2 separate regions of the Sus scrofa genome follow, and region 2 is linked to region 1. Evidence: chromatin contacts called from public HiChIP or PLAC-seq data. All regions are on one chromosome and are shown on one strand. Each heading gives the region's core, a stretch centred on a gene start, on an enhancer-like site or on the middle of the called end of the contact. The rest is flanking DNA. Distances are from core to core; before and after follow the strand shown.

Evidence for each region. HiChIP or PLAC-seq counts read pairs in DNA pulled down with a chosen protein or histone mark.
Region 2: an H3K27ac HiChIP or PLAC-seq map of skeletal muscle shows a contact between it and region 1. The contact joins the enhancer-like site here to the promoter of PLS3 in region 1. A contact is called at or near these places in 9 of 47 Hi-C or Micro-C datasets (embryonic fibroblasts, epiblast stem cells, heart right ventricle and 3 more) and 1 of 2 datasets of contacts at active chromatin or transcription factors (skeletal muscle).

What each region holds. Positions count from the first base shown.
Region 1 is chrX:94,883,246-94,886,844 of Sscrofa11.1, reverse strand. PLS3 (plastin-3) reads right to left here and starts at 1,747. Exons shown (of 18, transcript XM_001925936.6): 1 at 1,615-1,747.
Region 2 is chrX:94,923,198-94,926,796 of Sscrofa11.1, reverse strand. The region is part of intron 1 of PLS3 (plastin-3); the gene reads right to left. Among named protein-coding and RNA genes, the nearest start is that of PLS3, 40 kb to the right of the region's middle. Within about 2 kb of position 2,061, at least 15 of the 83 cell types and tissues checked have an H3K27ac peak or open chromatin away from gene starts, as enhancers often do. A contact at or near this core is called in liver, retroperitoneal adipose tissue and skeletal muscle, where this site is marked.

The DNA.
Region 1 (3,599 bases), core at 498-2,997:
CCCCCTCCCCTTTTTTTGTCGCAGTAGTTTTGGGAAAATGGACTTCAGCCATTACATTCCAGTTTTAAAGGCAAAAAAAGTCGTGTGACCATTAGCCTAGGGGCATCAGAGACTTGGGGCACGTGATGTCAACTGGCATGTGTGGGGCTTCGGCCACTATGTTGGAATTCACTGTAAATTGCATCTTCAGGATCAAGTTTAGGCTCCCAAATACACTGTGGACATCCTGTATGGCGGAGTATGTGCTAACCTCTCAGTAGTTTTTGATTCCACCTATGTTTTCTACCTACTGTGCGGCCAGTCAGGATCTCTCCCCCCACCCCACCCCCGCCCCCGGTTACGTGTCGGGCATCCCCAGCATCCCATCCATCTGATCCTAAATGGCGAGGCTCTCGAACCCAGTTAGCTCTAAATTCAACCCTGAGCACTACCCGGGATGTTGTGCAGATCAGGTGCGGAGCAGGGAGCGTTACTAACTGGGGAAAGTGTCAGTAAGCATTAAACCCACTCCCACCTCCCAGGCTGGGATCTTCTGCCCTGGAGCCGGGCGGTCGAAGCCGCCAGCACATCAGAACAAGTAGCAGCAGCGGCGGCGGCAACTTTGGGGCTGGCCAGAAGCCAGGGCGGGGGTGGTCGGCGTCCCCCGGCCTCTCATTAGTGCGCCTAAGTACAGCGGGTGGGGAAAAGTAAATACCCGCAAGTGCAGCTGAGTGGGGGAAGGGGGACGTTGCCCCCCTCCCACCGCCCCTTCGCCTCTGCCTCCCGTGGAGCCCGGAGAAGTGCCATGCCGCTGCTGCCCGGATCGCGCGCCCCTGCAGCAGAGCCGGAGAAGCTGAGAAAAAGGAGCGGACGGGTGGCGCGGAGTCGGGGGGGTGAGGAGAACGGAAAGGTACTGCCCTAATGGCCCAGAGATGTCCTGCTACTGAAAGGAAAAAAAGTGCTTACTCATAGGGAGACGCGATGCGATCGCGACGCTCTCGCTCGCTAATGGCAAGGGAAGCGGGCGGAAGGCAGGCAACCGGAGCCTCGTTCCTTCCCAGGGCCACTGCACCCTGCGGAGTCGCGGGGCAGGAGTGAGCCCGCGAGGTCACCCGAGGCCGGTGAACGGGGGCTGGAGGCGTCGCGGGAGGCCGGCTCCGGGATTTCCTGAGTCCGGAGCCGGCGGAGGAGGAGGGAGGAGGGTGGCAGAAGCTGGAGAAGGACGACGACCGAGGGAAGTTAGGCGCTGGGTTTCCACTTCGGGGCCGCGGCCACGGAAGGGGAGAAGGGCAAGGGTTGGCGTCAAGGAGTCCAGCCCAAGGTTGGCAACAAGTTAAGAGCAACTAGTGAGAAAGCACCATCTATCCAGTTAAAAGCAAAAAACGTTTGCGGCGGGTGGTGGTCGTGGGGAATACTCAGTCACTCCCACCCATCCTCGATGCGACCGACCGCTTTGGCGCCCAAGGGCTAAGACTGAAATTTCTCCAGCTTCCCTCTTAGCCCCACTCCCCCCCTCCCCCCGTGCCAGGCACGTTCCGGCCGAGGATCTCGGAGATGCTCTCCCCAGGACCCACTCCCGCCCACGCCCAGGAACCCCGCTCCCTCCGTGCCCTCCCGAGCCTGCAAAGCACTTACATAAAGTCGCAGAGTCCCGGATCCGGCCCGACAGCCTCCGACCGACGCACTCAGACAACTTCTGCGGCTCGGAATCTTTGCGGCTGCGGTTCTAAAGCCAGCGCTCCCTCCCCTCCTGCCAGCCCCCTCCGCCCCTCGGACGCCGCCATTGGCTCGGGTGGTGCTAGCAGTCGGCCTGGGAACCAGGAAGGGGATTGGGCCACGAGCCTGTCACATCAACTGGGTGGGGAGTTGGGTGAAGAGGCACCGGGATGGGCGTCCTGAAGGGATGGGGACTGTAACTCTGCGGCAGGGAGCCGAGATTGGTCCTCTACTCCCGTTTCTCCCGCACCCTGGCTAAAAAGAAGTCCTCAGAGCCTGGCTCGGGGACCAAGTTGCAGATAATCGTGCGGAATAAATGAAAAGATGAAAATGTTGGAGCGAGAGTTTGAACCTCACGAAGCCCCTATTGAAGTCTCTGGAGGGTACAGTTTCACCCCAGAAGCGTGAGAGAATCTTGGCTTGGGAAGGGACCTTGCTAGTCTGTTTCTTCTGCTCCGCGTAAGGAACAACGCCGAAGGAAAACCTCAGCAATCTTCCCTTTCCTAGCAAGTCTAGGGAGCAGATGGATAGATCAGGACGCGGCTCTCATGTTTTTTGGTTTTTGACTTCGTGCCAAGGAAATTGTTGACCAGAATCACCTGTCTGGTCTGTTTGTCCATGCGGAAAAGAGAGAGGTGGAGGTGGGAAGGGATGGTGGAGGTAACGTGGTTCCACTCGTTTGACTGGAAATGGATGTCAGTTCTCATCAGTTCCTTTCCCCAGAGGAAACTTGGAGACGTGCTCCTGCTTCCCAGAGTACCTTTTCTTCTTGGCCTCTTAGCTGGCCTCTTTCTTTAATTCGGGCAGGGATTTCCCCTCTTTATCTGCATTCCAGTGCTTTGGCTCGAGCCAGGTCCAGAATCAGGTCAGAGGACCAGAGTTTGACGGATTCCCCAGGTCAAGAGATTGGCTTGGGGGACAGCTGTAGAAGAGACAGGTTAAGCCCTTTCCCGCTTCAGTCGCAACCATTTTGTTCAGGAAATGTATGGTGGAAATTTTTTAAGAATTTAAAATTGGTTCAATGACATCTCATTTTTATATGAGCTAGGAAAATTGCTAAATTAAGAGTGGCCTGGAAAACTGAATGGTCTTGTCAAGGAACCCTGCTTCATCTACTTTTACAAACTTCCTTAGCAAAATTAACCTATAGCGAGTGCCAGAGCTTCTTAAATGGGCAGGAAAGGGGAGTTCATATACTACCTAAAGGCTAGGTTGGCAGAGAAGGAGTTGGCGCTGGGAAGAAGCCTTGTTAAATACTAATTAATGATTAACCAACTGGAAGAACATAGGAAAGGCACAGAAAGGTGAAAAAGAAATGAGAGGGCAATCATGCTTTCAGAAATATTAAATTTCTGTTGTGAGAGATTTTGTGCTGGGTCAGGTTTGGGTCAACACAAAAATACTGATTTCAACATGTTTGTGTTTTGTCCACTGTGTAGTACATTGCCACACACATTCACAAGAGGTTCCAAAGTGAGATTTCTGGCTTTCAATAATTGGCCCAAGGTTTAGTTGGTTTCTGGAATTCTTTACACAACATTTCTAGATATGTGAATATAGTACTTTGGTTTTCTACCTGTTATGGTGTCTGTAAGTCACCACTGAAGGCCTTCCACCTGCTTTAAACCTTAAATTTACAGACCTAGAATGTCTGTATGAAGGGACTCGGCAAGCTAAGTTTTCAAGTATGAATATCTTTGTCTCAATTACTTAGTAGTCTATTTTAGTTTTTTTTTTTGAAGTATTAGAATTTAGAAAATCAAAATATTAAGAATCTTATTCATATACTATTTATGCCTTCCTGTTTTCTTATTCAAAAAAAGTTACATAGAAGCCTTACATAAGCTTTACTTACTAACACTGAGGATCAGGATTCAGCAAGAGTTTGTGGTTAAGAAATGTCA
Region 2 (3,599 bases), core at 812-3,311, 40 kb before region 1:
TGGAAATGATTTCAAGGTACTTGTTTACTTAAAAAATATTAATACAACACTGCATGAAAAAAAACCCCAAATATATCAAGTTTTCTAATTTCTTATTCCTGTCTAATTACCATAATAAAAGTCTACAGTGACCACTCTTACACCTATAGCTCAGATGTTTCATCCGCAGGAGACATGAAAAGGCACAACTGAACAAAAATAAAAAGAGTAGGAACACACATTTCCAAAACAACTGTTTGGTCCGGGATAACAAAACAGTTTCATTTTGGAGTCTCTCACTTATCTCAACTTCATTTACTTATAATTACTTGAAAGTCAATAAATAAATGCTACCCTGAAGTACCTGAACTAAAACAAAGAAATACAAAGTGAAATTTAAAAGGCTTACCATATCAACTTCAGTTGATATAAACTACAATATTTAAATAGGCTATTGAGTGCAGATTTTTTCCCCACTATGCATAAAAAAAGGTTTGTTCTTAAGACTACTCAAAGGTGCTTGATGGAATCTTTAGGAAAATCAAGCAATTAAGTACTATCTTGGGAGAAAATATCACATTTAAATAATTTAGGGAAGAGCATCAGAGTTTGCAGAAACCTTGCATTAGATAAATTTGTATTTCTAGTTTCCTAGAAAACTTCCTATAAATTAAAATTACTAAAAGCAGCCTTATCCTTCTTCATGGGGCATTCACTGTACTTTAGGCCATTTTCCTCTCAAAGCAAGTAAAACATCCCAGACGGGGTTTAAAAAGCAAAACGGAGGATCTGACGTCATTATGGCCCTGTAGACACCTTGATTCAATAGTGAGCACTTGCTGCAAACTTGTTCCCCACCCACAGATGGAGTATTGTTATGACAGGAAAACTATGAGATGGGCAATCAGAAAATGTAAATTAGTGCCGGCTCTGCTATCTCCTAGCCCTGCATCTATGAGTGTGTTTATTTAATCTAAGTTTGTTTCCTCATTGGAAAACAGCGATGATAATACCTACTTCTCCAGGGTCCTCATGAAGATTAAAGGTGGCATGTGAAGGCACATTGTAAACTATAAAGTATTATACAGCAAGTTCAAATCCTTAGTGAAAGAAGATGAGGAATAAATCAATGCCTAAGTAATTGCGAGAGGCCATATAAATATAAGGCATAAGTTCTACTAAGAACCTTTTAAATGGAATATATGAAAAGTTATGTCATTTGCCCTATAATTATTGACTACAGAGTATAACAGATCTCCTTCATATATAAAAATTATAAGCCTTTAAGTCAAAGTAACTTAAGAAGGATGGGACTAACAAAAACCTGTCAGCCACTTTTTGCCCATGACTCAATCTGGCTCCTGCTTAAGGCCAGTTTCTAAACACAACTTGAAGAACGGCCAGGAGATTTTTTAAAAAATACAATTTTTACATTCCATCAGGTCCACTTTAAAAAAAAAAGCTAACAGCTTGTCAATATTGTCACATTCCTCCTACTTTGCGTATTTTTTTAATAAGCAATGCAAAATAAAAGGTGAAGAGGTAAAAAGTATAACCTCAGTTACACGGTATGTGGACTGGTAGGCAAAAAGAAGTCTAACTTTTGAAATGTGTTGAAATGTGTCCTTTTCCCCAGTCTGTCTTCCCACAAAAATGTACTTTATTTACATGGAGAGAGAGAGGAAACTGATATTTAAAAAAAAAAAAGGAGAAGAAAGAATATATTTTCCCTTCATTTAAAATTAGCCAAATGAAATACCAATCAAAATTAAGTTTCCAAAGTCTCTGCATTTTTCTGAATTCTCTCATCTGCAAAGCACTTTGATCTGTCCCCAATTCTGTTTCGTCTCTAGCTCCTAAGCCTGTCTTTTTCTATAAAGGGAAAGCAGCAGGAAAAAAGCAAACCAACCCTCTCTCTCCCTAACCATCTGAGACATAGGAAAACAGATTTTCAAATAAGGGAATGAAACAAAAGCAAACAAAACCTTGTTTGTTTGTTTTGTCTTAAAAGGATATGGTGTACAACTGGGTCTGAATTCAGGGCGTCACCCACGGAGGAATCTTATGCCTATGAAGTCATCCCTAATTACAGAGTTTGACTAACACTATGGCAATTATGAAACCACTCCACTGGCTCATTTAACTATACTTAAACCCTGAACATAAATCTTTGCTGAGAAAGGTGTACCTACAACTACCTGAAACTATTACTCAAATTCTAAAAGGTATTTGATGGAGATGGGGGGGGGGTGCTTGTTTTCATCCCCTAAGGTGAGTCATTTTAGGAATGCAGCTGACAATCTATTTACTACTGTGTGTCATTCAGAACCACATGGGTCAGGAGGCAAGGCACACAAAATGGGAAACTCGACCATGGATAATCAAGAGTTGATTATGAACTTTTTTTTTTCCCTTGAAATTGAAAGCAACTAAAAGATAAAAGCAGGGGATGGCTGCCATAGACATGATCCAGCCACTAGTATGCCAGGTAAATAGAACTGGGAAAGTGAACCTAACAACTTACATCAGAGATCTGGCCACACATACTTAAGCTGGTAAGCTCATCACATGAAGAGGAGAGGGTGGACAAAACATGGAACAATACATTATTTGTGTTTGTGTATCTGTCACCTTCCCCTGTCCAAAACAGGCAGTGCTTTGGCACACCCACACTCCACATACCTACCGGTACCAACAGAAACTGCCGCCCTGCCTCCTCCCTGGTAGGTAAGTCAACAACACGAGTCTCCAGGTCAGATGGGCATGCAACACTCTGAGTTAAAGATCACTCTGAGCTAAAGGCTCTTGCGATAATTACTCAAGCTCTAGTGCTTCCAAAAGACTTTAGAATATTTCAACTTGAATGTCTATCATATTCACGCACTGATTCATTTATATTCAAGCCTTAACTGAAGGCTTAGTATGTACTTGCTCTGTGGTGGGTGTTGTAGATATAAAGAATTAGGACCAAAGTCCCCTCTCACAGACCTTATTCTCTAGTAGGTGTAAAGATGGAAAAACAAAGACATAATATTAACACTGTCATGCTCTTACTGTCATATTCACTGAGAGGTGGGGTGACAGTGGTGGGCTTCAGGAAAGGTTTTCCAGAGAAGGTGACTTTTGAACTTAATCTTAAAACCTAAGTAGGAATTCCTCAGACAGGTATCACTGGTAAAGGCATTCTAGGCACAGAGGCATAAAGGGAAGATGATATTCTGGAGCTGGAGAAAGTGTGGTTGAGCATTGGGCCTACGGTTTGTGACAGACACATTTGGAGAGAAGGTCAGGGTCTAATTTAGAAGGGCTACACTCAAAATCTGGACTTGACCCTCTGGCCAAGGGAGAAGGAAGGTCAGTGACGAAAATTCCAGTCAGGAAAGCCTAAGTGTCCACACATATGAACTTATTGCCACATTATTTCTCCCCTTTTCAAATATCTTGCTGGTCAAATCAGGTCACTTCGACTTCCCCACTTTCCTCAGGCTCTAGGTTTAGAAATTCGAGACTGAAGTTTGGCCACAAGAAACAAAGGTAGATGGAAGAAAACCTTCTGGATTCTTCCATGATACCCCTTTATCACCTCATGTCTGGCCGTTTTCAAAGGCATTTGATTTTAG